Linked DNA regions of Sus scrofa: region 2 is linked to region 1. The links are chromatin contacts, called in public Hi-C maps. All regions are on one chromosome and are shown on one strand. The core of a region is the stretch at or near the end of the contact, and the rest is flanking DNA. Distances in the headings are between cores, read along the strand shown. Region 1 holds the start of LOC106507311. Region 2 holds the start of DDX41 (probable ATP-dependent RNA helicase DDX41).

What was found. A called contact is a pair of places that touch in the nucleus more often than the background predicts.
Region 2: a Hi-C map of heart right ventricle shows a contact between it and region 1, with 2.0 times the contacts expected there. The contact joins the promoter of DDX41 here to the promoter of LOC106507311 in region 1. A contact is called at or near these places in 2 of 47 Hi-C or Micro-C datasets (epiblast stem cells and heart right ventricle).

The regions. Positions count from the first base shown.
Region 1 is chr2:80,259,926-80,265,132 of Sscrofa11.1, forward strand. It overlaps LOC106507311, which reads left to right and starts at 2,787. Exons shown (of 3, transcript XM_021085150.1): 1 at 2,787-2,855; 2 at 3,502-4,144. The coding sequence starts at 2,787. N4BP3 (NEDD4-binding protein 3) reads right to left here and starts at 3,980. Exons shown (of 5, transcript XM_003123673.4): 1 at 3,523-3,980.
Region 2 is chr2:80,430,981-80,435,812 of Sscrofa11.1, forward strand. DDX41 (probable ATP-dependent RNA helicase DDX41) reads left to right here and starts at 2,085. Exons shown (of 20, transcript XM_021084371.1): 1 at 2,085-2,707; 2 at 2,795-2,905; 3 at 3,188-3,347; 4 at 3,428-3,502; 5 at 3,633-3,693; 6 at 3,821-3,957; 7 at 4,327-4,399; 8 at 4,517-4,670; 9 at 4,761-4,832. The coding sequence starts at 2,681.

The sequences.
Region 1 (5,207 bases), core at 1,537-4,036:
TCGAACCCGCAACCTCATGATTCCTAGTCGGATTCATTAACCACCGAGCCTTGACGGAAACTCCATCCTGTCACTGCTTCTTAGGGAGGTAGACAGCAGAGAATCTGGTCTCCAGCCCCGCTCTCACAGCATCTCTTCACAGGGTACCTCTCTTTGCTATGCCTGTTTCCCCATCTTTCTGCAAAGTAGGAAAGCCTGCCCTCCCTGCTTCCCTTCCAGGATTGCTGTGACAGTCACAGAAACACAGAGGTGAAAGGGCTTGTGAACCGCAAGCCTGGTGAGAGGACGGGGGCGGAAATGGTGGCAATGGTGCCAAAAACGCCCACTTCATCCCAGATACACACTGCCTCACGTTCCCCCAGCCAGAGCCTCACTTCCTATCTCAGGGAGCCATAACCCCATGATCCCCATGAAGGGTCCCATCCCAGGTCCAGAGGAGAGGCAGCCATGGGCCAAAACAGTGTGTACATCATATGCATACTGAGTCCAATCAATGCCACCAGTGGCACAGAGGCTCCTCTGTTAGAGGACACAATGCAGATCTAACAGCAGACAGAGTCACGTTCAAGGTCATCCATCCACACAGCACTGAGCACCTTCTAGACACACATATAACACATGGATACCCAGGGGTCCTCCTTAGCCCCAAGGCTAGATGTAGGGGAGTGTGTGTGTGTGTGTGTGTGTGTGTGTGTGCACGCGTGCGCACGTACATGCAGAAGTGGTGAGCAGGGCATGGCACTGGCTTCTCTCCACAAGCAAGTTGAGCAATTTGAAATAGCCATGGAGCATGATGGAGGGGCACAAACAGCCCTCTCCTTTGTCTTTCCCCAAGACCCCCGCCCTCCACCCCTCTTAGATAACTTCTCTGGCTGCATTATTAGCTCCCCCAGTAGGGTCGAGCCCTTGGCTTTCAAGAGACTCCACCCTGCCCATGTCTCAGTCTGGCGACAGTCCCTTTCTCTAAAGGAGTCCATCCACCTCCCCTGCTTCCCCACAACACACACATTCCTTCTCGTTGCTTGGAAGCCCAGGGACTGGCCCACTCAAGCCAGGGCAGCTGTGCAGGAGAGGATGTGGTGGGGGAGGAGGCAGTGAGAGATGGCAAGTGCCTTGCAGCTCCATCAGAGAAAAAGGCAGATACTCCTTCAAGTGCCTGGGCTTTCCTGCCCAGAGCTCCATAGCTGCCCAATGCCCAGAGCTGAAGCCCACCGCCCTGCCAGCTAGGTTTCAGCTGAGCAACACAGGCCGCATTCTGCATAGGTCCAGCCTGGCCCCAACAGAGCCCCTTTCTCCTGCTCCTACCTCCCCTCCACCCATTCCAAGATTAGCCAGCAGCACTGAGCCCCAGACACCAGGCGCATCTCCTTTGGACCAACCCTTGGTGGAGTCGGGAGAATGAGGCTGGGGGACCGCCCTGGCCATGAAGTAGAAAAAGAGAGGACATGCAGGTAGGCACCACAGTGTCCCTTAGTGGGTGCCTTGGTGGGTCTGCTGACCTGGGCCTACCACACACTCACAATACACACAAGAGGGAATATTGTCATTCCCCTACTTCAGAAGAGAACATTGAGGCCCAGGAGGTAAAATAATGTGCCTAAGGTCATGTTCAGCTGCACAGGAGAAAGTGAAAAGGCTCCCCAGCTTAGACACCTTCCCTGACCACACTGTGCATCCTCTGCAGTGGAACATCCCAGAGCACTCGGCAGGAAGCTCCCAGTCCGGCCATGGCTGCCTTTAGCCCCATGGCCTGCCTTTAGCCCCGCCTGCCTGAGCCCTGGCCCCAAGGGAGGGTCCCACCACCTGCTGGGGGATCAGATTTGCTGAGGGGTGTGTCTGCAGCTGCCCCTATGGAATGGGACAGGAATGTACTAGCTCCAAAAGAGGGGGCAATGGGTGAAGGGGCCCAGGGAGGGGACTGACATTCCTTAGCCCCACTGGGACACTTGAAGAGGCAGAGTCCAGCGTCTAAACCCTGGAGGAATGATTCTCAGTATCACTATATAGTCACTGACGTTTTTATCAGCTATACCATTGAATCATTTCATCTCCACAACAGCCTCATGAGGTAGGCAGGACAGAAGTTATCCTCACTCCACCTTACAGATAGGGAAACTGAGGCCCAGAAAGAAGAAGTGAGTTGTCTAAGATCCCATATGACCCGCCATTCCAACTCCCCAGGCAAGACCCTCTCTTGTGTCCCAGGTTGCCCCAGCCAGGGATCACCAGCTGCCCTTCACGGGCACACACTGCTGTGTGTTACATCTGCTCAGTTCCCCACACCTGCTTTTCCCAATCACCTGCACTCTTGGGGATTGGGATCCCAGTCCCTTCTGCTTAGAATCCCCCCTGCCTGCCCCTGGGTCAGGAATAGTGGAAGCCCCGCCATGGGGACTCTGAGCCCTGGAAGCTGCTAGCTCTAGAGGCGCTGGCGGTAGCTGGCTGCATTCATTCAGTCTGGCACATACACACCTACACAGAGCCAGCCGGCAGGCAGAGGAGCCCTGCCCAGGAGGGCTTTGGGAGGAGGCTGATCACCAGGCCCAGGATGGCCTCTTGCCTCTTCTCCCTGCCTAGGCTGGACAGAGCGAGAGAACCTAGGCGGTGGGACAGGCTGAGCCCCTGTGGCAAGGGAAGAGAGCCCCAAACTGCCTGGGGTGGGCGAGGGCAGTTGCCCAGCGGGAGATCACAGGTCCCAGTCCTTTCTCCAGCTGCAGTCAGGGCCCAGATTTCCGCCTGGCCTCAGGTGAGCTCTCACTTTGGCCAAAGGTTGTGGCCAGACTGGGATGGTGCTCCAGACCTGGGAGTGTCCCCTATCCGCGGGACCCCTGGCAGCAGGCTGGCAGCTGCCACCAGTAAGGGGCAGAGGTTGGAGGAAAGGGGTATCTCGAGGGAGCAGAAGAGGGCAGGAGAGGAGTCTGGTGGGAAAGGTGGAGGGGCAGTCGAGGTTGTCATCTCCATGGACTTTCCCTGGGAAAGGCTGTGGCCGAGACAAGGCTCCCCAGAACTACGGGAGATCCTCAAGCTACCCGGAGGCGGGAGGGGACATCTCTTCCAGGCCCTTCTCTAGGGCCTGACCTGAGCGGATGGGCTGGGGGAATGGAAGACGAGGTCATACTCCCGCGCCAAGGGCGCCTGCCCTATAACCATTAGCAGCGCGGGGATCCCAGGCGCTGCTCCCAGGAAAGAGCATTTGCATGGGTTACTGAGAGCAGCGTGACCTGCCGCCTGCCCTTCCAGCGGGGCGTTCCTGATCGCGGATGATCCCTGATCCCACATAGTCCCTGATCCCGCACCTCGGTGCTTCGGTGTCAGGAAGCAGGGGTACCTGGGCGCACACCACACCTTGCCACCCCCGCCCACTTCTCAGATGTAACCACGGCTGGCGAAGGGCTGCAGCTTGGCCAAGGTCGCTGGGAGAGCTAGACCTCCGCGGCCGGTCCCACCCCGCGAGTCCGGCCGGTCCCACCCCGCGAGTCCAGCCCCCAGCCCTGGCCCTAGCCCCCGTCGCTCCCCACTCACCATGCTGGCGCCGCTCCGCACCCCTCGCGCGCTGCAGCTCCCTGGCGCGGATTTGAACCTTCCCTCCAGGGCACCGGCTCCAGCCGAGACTGCGAGCCGGGCCGGAGCGGCCGGGCAGCAGGCGCCAGGAAAACGCGGGCGGGCGCCGGAGCCGGATTGGCGAGGGAGGGACGCGATCGGCAGTGCTCGCTCGCCTGCCCCAGAGGCGGAGGGAAAACCCGGCCTGACTCACCCGCGCGCTGCCGGCCCGGGGACCGGCCCGGGCCCCCGGATGTGGGAGGCGGGGACGGGGGACCACCCCCGCCCACCGCGTGCCAACCTGAGCCCCGCCCGGGTTCGTGGCTCCAGCCTAGCCCTGCCCGCAGAAGCGCCGCGCAGCGGTGGCACCGGAGCCCCCAGAGGGTTGCGCTCTGCGCGGAGACCGTCCCTGGCGCGCGGGCTCGGGCACTGGCCGAGTCGAAGCCCGGAGTGCGGCCGACACCCCCAGAGGGCGCCCAGCCCACCCTCCTCCGCCTCCTAGTCCTCCTGGCCTCACCCGGCCCTCTCGGTTTCCAGAACCCAACAGCTTCCGAAGAGGCGTGTTCAATCCATCATCTCCCTGATCCTCACCGCCTCCTCTTAGGTAAGCAGTATTATTCCCTTTTGAGGCTGAGCAAAATAGCACTCCGAGAGGTTACCCAAGGTCTCTGGCTTGTTAGCCACTGAATTGGTCGCTAAGTTTTTTTGCTGCCAAAGCCGTCTGGGGAAGCAAATTCAGATGCCTTCGGGGGCCAGACAAATAATGTGAGTTAAGCAGGTACAAGAAGATGGAGACCGAGTCCGAAATGGACACCAAAAGGCATTCATGTTCCAATATTAAAACACCACGTCTTCCCCTAAAGGTTATGAACATATAGTGAGGTATGACCCAGCAGTTCCACTCCCTAAGTACACATCCCAAAGAATTGAAAACAGGGAAGAGACTCAGACACCTGTGCAAAAACGTTCCAAGCAGGACTATTCACATTAGTCCAAAGGTGGAAACAACCCAAGTGTCTCTCAACAGATGAATGGATACACAAAATGCAGTCTATCCATACAATAGAATATTATTCAACCATAAAAAGGAATGGTGGTTTTGTTTTGTTTTGTTTCTCAAACCCGCTGGGCCTGTGGCATATGGAAGTTCCCCCACTAGGGGTCCAATGGGAGCTGCAGCTGATGGACTACTCCAGAGCAACAGCAACGCCAGATCCTTAACTCTCTGAGGCATCTAATCCTTATGGACACCATGTTGGGTTCTTAATCTGCTGAGCCATAACGGGAACTCCAGTTATGGTGTTCTTATACATGCTACAGCATGGGTGAACTGCCAAACAATTTTGCTAAGTGAAAGAAACCAGACACGTAGAGCCAGGTGTGGTATGATTTCACTTATACGAAGCAGGTAGATCCATACAGATAGAAGGCAAATTAGGGCCAGAGTTGTGGGGAGGAATGAACCAGGAGTGACTGCTTAATGGACGTGGGGTTTCTTTTGGTATGAGGAAGGTGTTTTGGAACCAGATGGAGGTGGTGGTTGCACAACACTGTGAATGTGCTAAATGCCATTGAATTGTATACTTTAAAAATGGTTGGAGTTCTCATTGTGGCACAGCAGAAAGGAATCCGACTAGGAACCACGAGGTTGCAGGTTTGATCCCTGG
Region 2 (4,832 bases), core at 835-3,334, 170 kb after region 1:
TCTAAAGAGGTGAAACAGCATTGACCAGAGGCTCACAATTCCTGGTTCCCTGGCCTTTCCTAATCCCCAAGGAAGTGTGGACACTTCCCTCTGAAACCTTTCTCTGTATACTTACTACCTGTGTTCCTCTCTCCCTTCAACTCTTGCACCAGGCTCCTGTCCTGCAGTTGAATTGTCACAGCTGTCTAAAATTCTGCTTCATCAGAGTTCCCATTGTGGCTCAGAGGTAACAAACCCAGTTAGCATCTATGAGGACTTGGGTTCAATCCCTGGCCCTGCTCAATGGGCTAAGGATCTGGCATTGCCCTGAGCTGCAGTGCAGGTTTCAGAAGTGGGCTAGATCCCATGTGGCTGTGGCTGTGGTGTAGGCTGGCAGCTACAGCTCTGATTCGACCCCTAGCCTGGGAACTTACATATGCTACAGGTGCAGCCCTAAATAAATAAAATTCTGCTTCATAATTACAGTGCAGGTCTACTCAAGCAGCCAGCCACTTTACCTACAGAGAAAGACTTCCGTCAGTGTCATTCATGGCCCTCCAAGCCTGGCCTCTGCCTCTGGCACACTCCAGCCACACCTAATGACCTCTGTCCCCAGCTATGCCTAGCACCTTCAGGTCTCCTGGTTTTAGCTCACTTATTTCCCCCCTTCTCAGATAATTCAGAATTCTTTGTGAATTCTACCATATTCTTCACATCACAACTAAAAAGCCACTTTGACTATGAAAATCAGTTTGCACTGCCTTTGTGCTAATTCCAAAAGTGGTAACTTTTGTGTCTTATGAGATTTCCTGACCTCAAGACCAGTTTTCTGTTTCCATCTCCCCTAATCTGTAAACTCACAAGCCATGTTTGTGTCTTGCTCATCTTTTATCTCCTTCGACACTGGGCACAATGCCCAGCACATACTCATATTTAGTATATGAAGGGGGAGTTCCTTTTGTGGCTCAACAGGTTAAGAACCCAGCATAAGGTCCGTCAGGATACTGGGTTGATCCCTGGCCTTGCTCACTGGGTTAAGGATCACTCATTGTTGCAAGCTGTGGCATAGGCCGGCAGCTGCTCCAGTTTAACACCTAGCCCGGGAACTTCCATATGCCACAGGTGTGGCCCTAAAAAGGAAAAAAATCATATATATGAAAAATCATATGAAAATCATGTATAAGTATTTATGAAAAGAACAGCACTAACCTGTCGCTCCTTTTAAAAAGTCCTCAGTGAGGAGTTCCCGTCACGGCACAGCAGAAAAGAATCCGACTAGGAACCATGAGGTTTTGGGTTCTATCCCTGGCCTCGCTCAGTGGATTGGGGATCCAGCGTTCCCATGAGCTGTGGTGTAGGTCGCAGACGCAGCTCGGATCTGGCGTCGCTGTGGCTGTGTGGCTTTATTCTTCATCACCGTGAACATAAGGTATCACAGGGAGGACCCCTATCCTGGGAACCTCCTTATGCTGGTGGGTGTGGCCCTAGAAAAAGACAAATAAATAAATAAATAATAAAAATAAAAGTCCTCAGTGGATAGTTCCTATTGTGGCTCAGTGGTAAGAAACCTAGTATCCATGAGGATGTGGCTTTGATCCCTGGCCCCGCCCAGTAGGCTAATGATCCGCAATGTTATGAGCTGTGGTGTAGGTTGCAGAGGAAGCTCTGGATATGGCGTGGAGTGGCTGTGGTGTAGGCAAACAGCTGCAGCCCCTAACCCGAAAACTTCCATATGTTGCAGGAGCGACCCTAAAAAGAAAATAAAAATAAAAGGCCCCAATGAAATTGAAATTACTTACCCTGACAGTCTCGGCCCTGCATGCTCTGGATCTACTTTTCCAGCTTTAGCTCTGACTATCCCCTTCTGATACAAGCCAAGTGATCTCTTTGTTCCCTGAGGAACTTGCACATGGCCAGAACTTCACTCCCACTGGACCCTCTATCACGAAGCCTCTCTCTTCCTCTCCTGCACTCCCAGCTCTGAGACTCCACAGATCCAGTTCTCCTAGAAGACTTCTCTGGTTCTCCGATCACTGTCTGAGCTCTGTTACAGCATTTACAATAATAATCGTTTACATACATGTACAGCCCCTCAGAAACCACCGTCATCAGTATTTCATTTATTCTTCATCACCGTGAACATAAGGTATCACACAGATGAGAATCCCAGTCAGGGCGGCAGCATGTGTTGAGTCATTTATTCTGCAAGCCCCACCCTGACCCCTGTGGCCCGTGAGAGTTAATGGCGGCTGGAGAGAGCGGGGCGGGATCCCAGCTGGCCCGGTCCCAGAGCTCCCTGGCCACGAGAGGACAGTGTCCGCTAGCGGGGGTGTACCAGGTAACGTCACGCCTTAGGCGAGGCTGGGCACCTGGCAAGCCGCCCTCTTCGGAGTCAGCAGATTCCACGCTTCAAACAGGATCGGCTTGAGCCTTCAGCGCATGCTCCAAATTTTGCAGCGTCCAACGGTGCCTTGCCTAAGGCTTTAGCTCTCAGCCCTGGCAACAGCTGCGTAGCCGCCCACAGGGAACTGGGATGCGGCTCCGCCAGACAGGGACTCAGGAGAAAGTTTGTCCCTCTGCGCGATCCGGCACTCAGGTCGCTGCTAGCTGCCGACGTCTGCTTCTTCACATCTGATTGGATAGCATCATAGGAAAGGCGGGGGGCGGGGGTTTGCCGTGGCGCGCATGCGTATAGCAAAGAATGGAGGAATCCGAACCAGAGAGGAAGGTGGGAGCTTTGCTCGCTGGGGTCCGCGTGGGTTGCGAGTGGTAATGAAGTCGGGGAGTCTGGGCCTTGACTCGTGTATATCTGCAGCGGGCTCGCACCGACGAGGCAACTGCCACAGGAAGCCGCTCCGAGGCGGAGGATGAGGACGATGAGGATTATGTACCCTACGTACCACTGCGACAGCGCCGGCAGTTGCTGGTCAGGGCCCTGGGTCGCGGGGACGAATGAGGGCAGGAATGAGGGTTTGGCTGTGGCATGGGGGATGGCCCCAGGTTTGCAGAGTGAGGTGTCAGTATACAGGAGCATGGTCCCCAGGCAAAGGGGGGAACTGGTGAGGCGACGTGATCTGAGGGATGGGGCAGCTCTGCACCTCGGGGCACAGGATCCTCTCCCAAGAGCCAGGATCCTGACACCTGCCCCTGGGTCCAATGCCCCACTCTGCATTGGACTCGGCTCTGAGAGGCGCTCGTGGAACCTCAGCTCCAGAAGCTGCTTCAGCGAAGGCGCAAGGGAGCTGCGGAAGAGGAGCAGCAGGACAGCGGCAGCGAACCCCGAGGAGATGAGGACGACATCCCGCTGGGCCCTCAGTCCAACGTCAGCCTTCTGGATCAGCACCAGCACCTCAAAGAGAAGGCTGAAGGTGAGTTGGGCAACAAGAGGGAGGCTCAGCTTGGTACATTGCTTTAGTGTCTTTCTGACACCTTCTGCTGCTTTTGTCAGCCCGCAAAGAGTCTGCCAAGGAGAAGCAGCTGAAGGAAGAGGAGAAGATCCTGGAGAGTGTAGCTGAAGGTCGAGGTATGGTTGTAGGCAGGGGCAGAGAGGAGGTGGACTGCCTCTCCTCCTCCAACCCCAGGCATGTTATATCTCAAGGGGGTCTGGCCTCTGGGAAGCAGTAGCCAGTCCTTAGCCACATCTCTCTTCTCAGCCTTGATGTCAGTGAAGGAGATGGCTAAGGGAATCACATACGACGACCCGATCAAAACTAGGTATGTCTTTCTGGCCTGTGGAAAGTCAGTAACCCTTACTTGGGACCGTATTTGGGGGACACTGGCAGGGACACCCTAAAACCAGCTGTGTCCAGGGGCTCTCTTGACCCTTGCCACCCACCCACAGTTGGACACCACCCCGGTATGTTCTGAGCATGTCTGAAGAGCGGCATGAGCGTGTACGGAAGAAGTACCACATCTTGGTGGAAGGTGATGGGATCCCACCACCCATCAAGAGTTTCAAGGAAATGAAATTTCCTGCAGGTACTTGGGAGCTCGGAGCAGTACCACACTATGATAGTGGAACATTTGTGCAGTTGCATCCTTGCCCTCACTGAGCTCAGCAGCTACATCTTTGGGTCCAGTCAGTGGGGATGGAGGGATTGGTCTTGATGATTCTTTTTCAGTTGGTGCAATTATACATATGTACTACTCTCTGCCGTTAGAGAATTTTAGTGGACAGGTAACAATGGCCTTTAACAGACCTGGCTGTGAACCCTGCCTCCACTTTACCTGGAGGCCTTGGACAAGCCTGTGTCTGTCTTTCTCTCTTAGTTTCAACATAGTGCCAGTTTTATGGGCTTTGGGGGGCCTGATGAGACACAAGGATGATGGCAGGGTTGTTTTCTGTAGCCATCCTGAGAGGCCTAAAGAAGAAGGGCATCCACCACCCAACACCCATTCAGATCCAGGGAATTCCCACCATGTGAGTGTGAACCTGCTGGTGTTGAGGAGGGTGGTGACAGGGAGGAGCGGTCGTTAGATGAGAGGCAGTCCGTTTATTCTACTGAACCTGACCCTCAGGTCTGTCTTCTCTCAATAGTCTCTCAGGCCGAGACATGATAGGCATTGCCTTCACGGGTTCAGGCAAGACACTGGTGTTCACCCTGCCCGTCATCATGTTCTGCCTGGAACAAGAGAAGAGGTTACCTTTCTCTAAGCGCGAAGGGCCCTATGGACTCATTATCTGCCCCTCGGTAAGATAAGCTGGCTGGGGTTGGGAGTGGGGGAATGCAGGGCACCAACAGGGCCACCTCTGGTAGCAGCCATTGCCCCTGTACCTACAGCGGGAGCTGGCCCGGCAGACCCACGGCATCCTGGAGTATTACTGCCGCCTGCTGCAGGAGGACAGCTCGCCA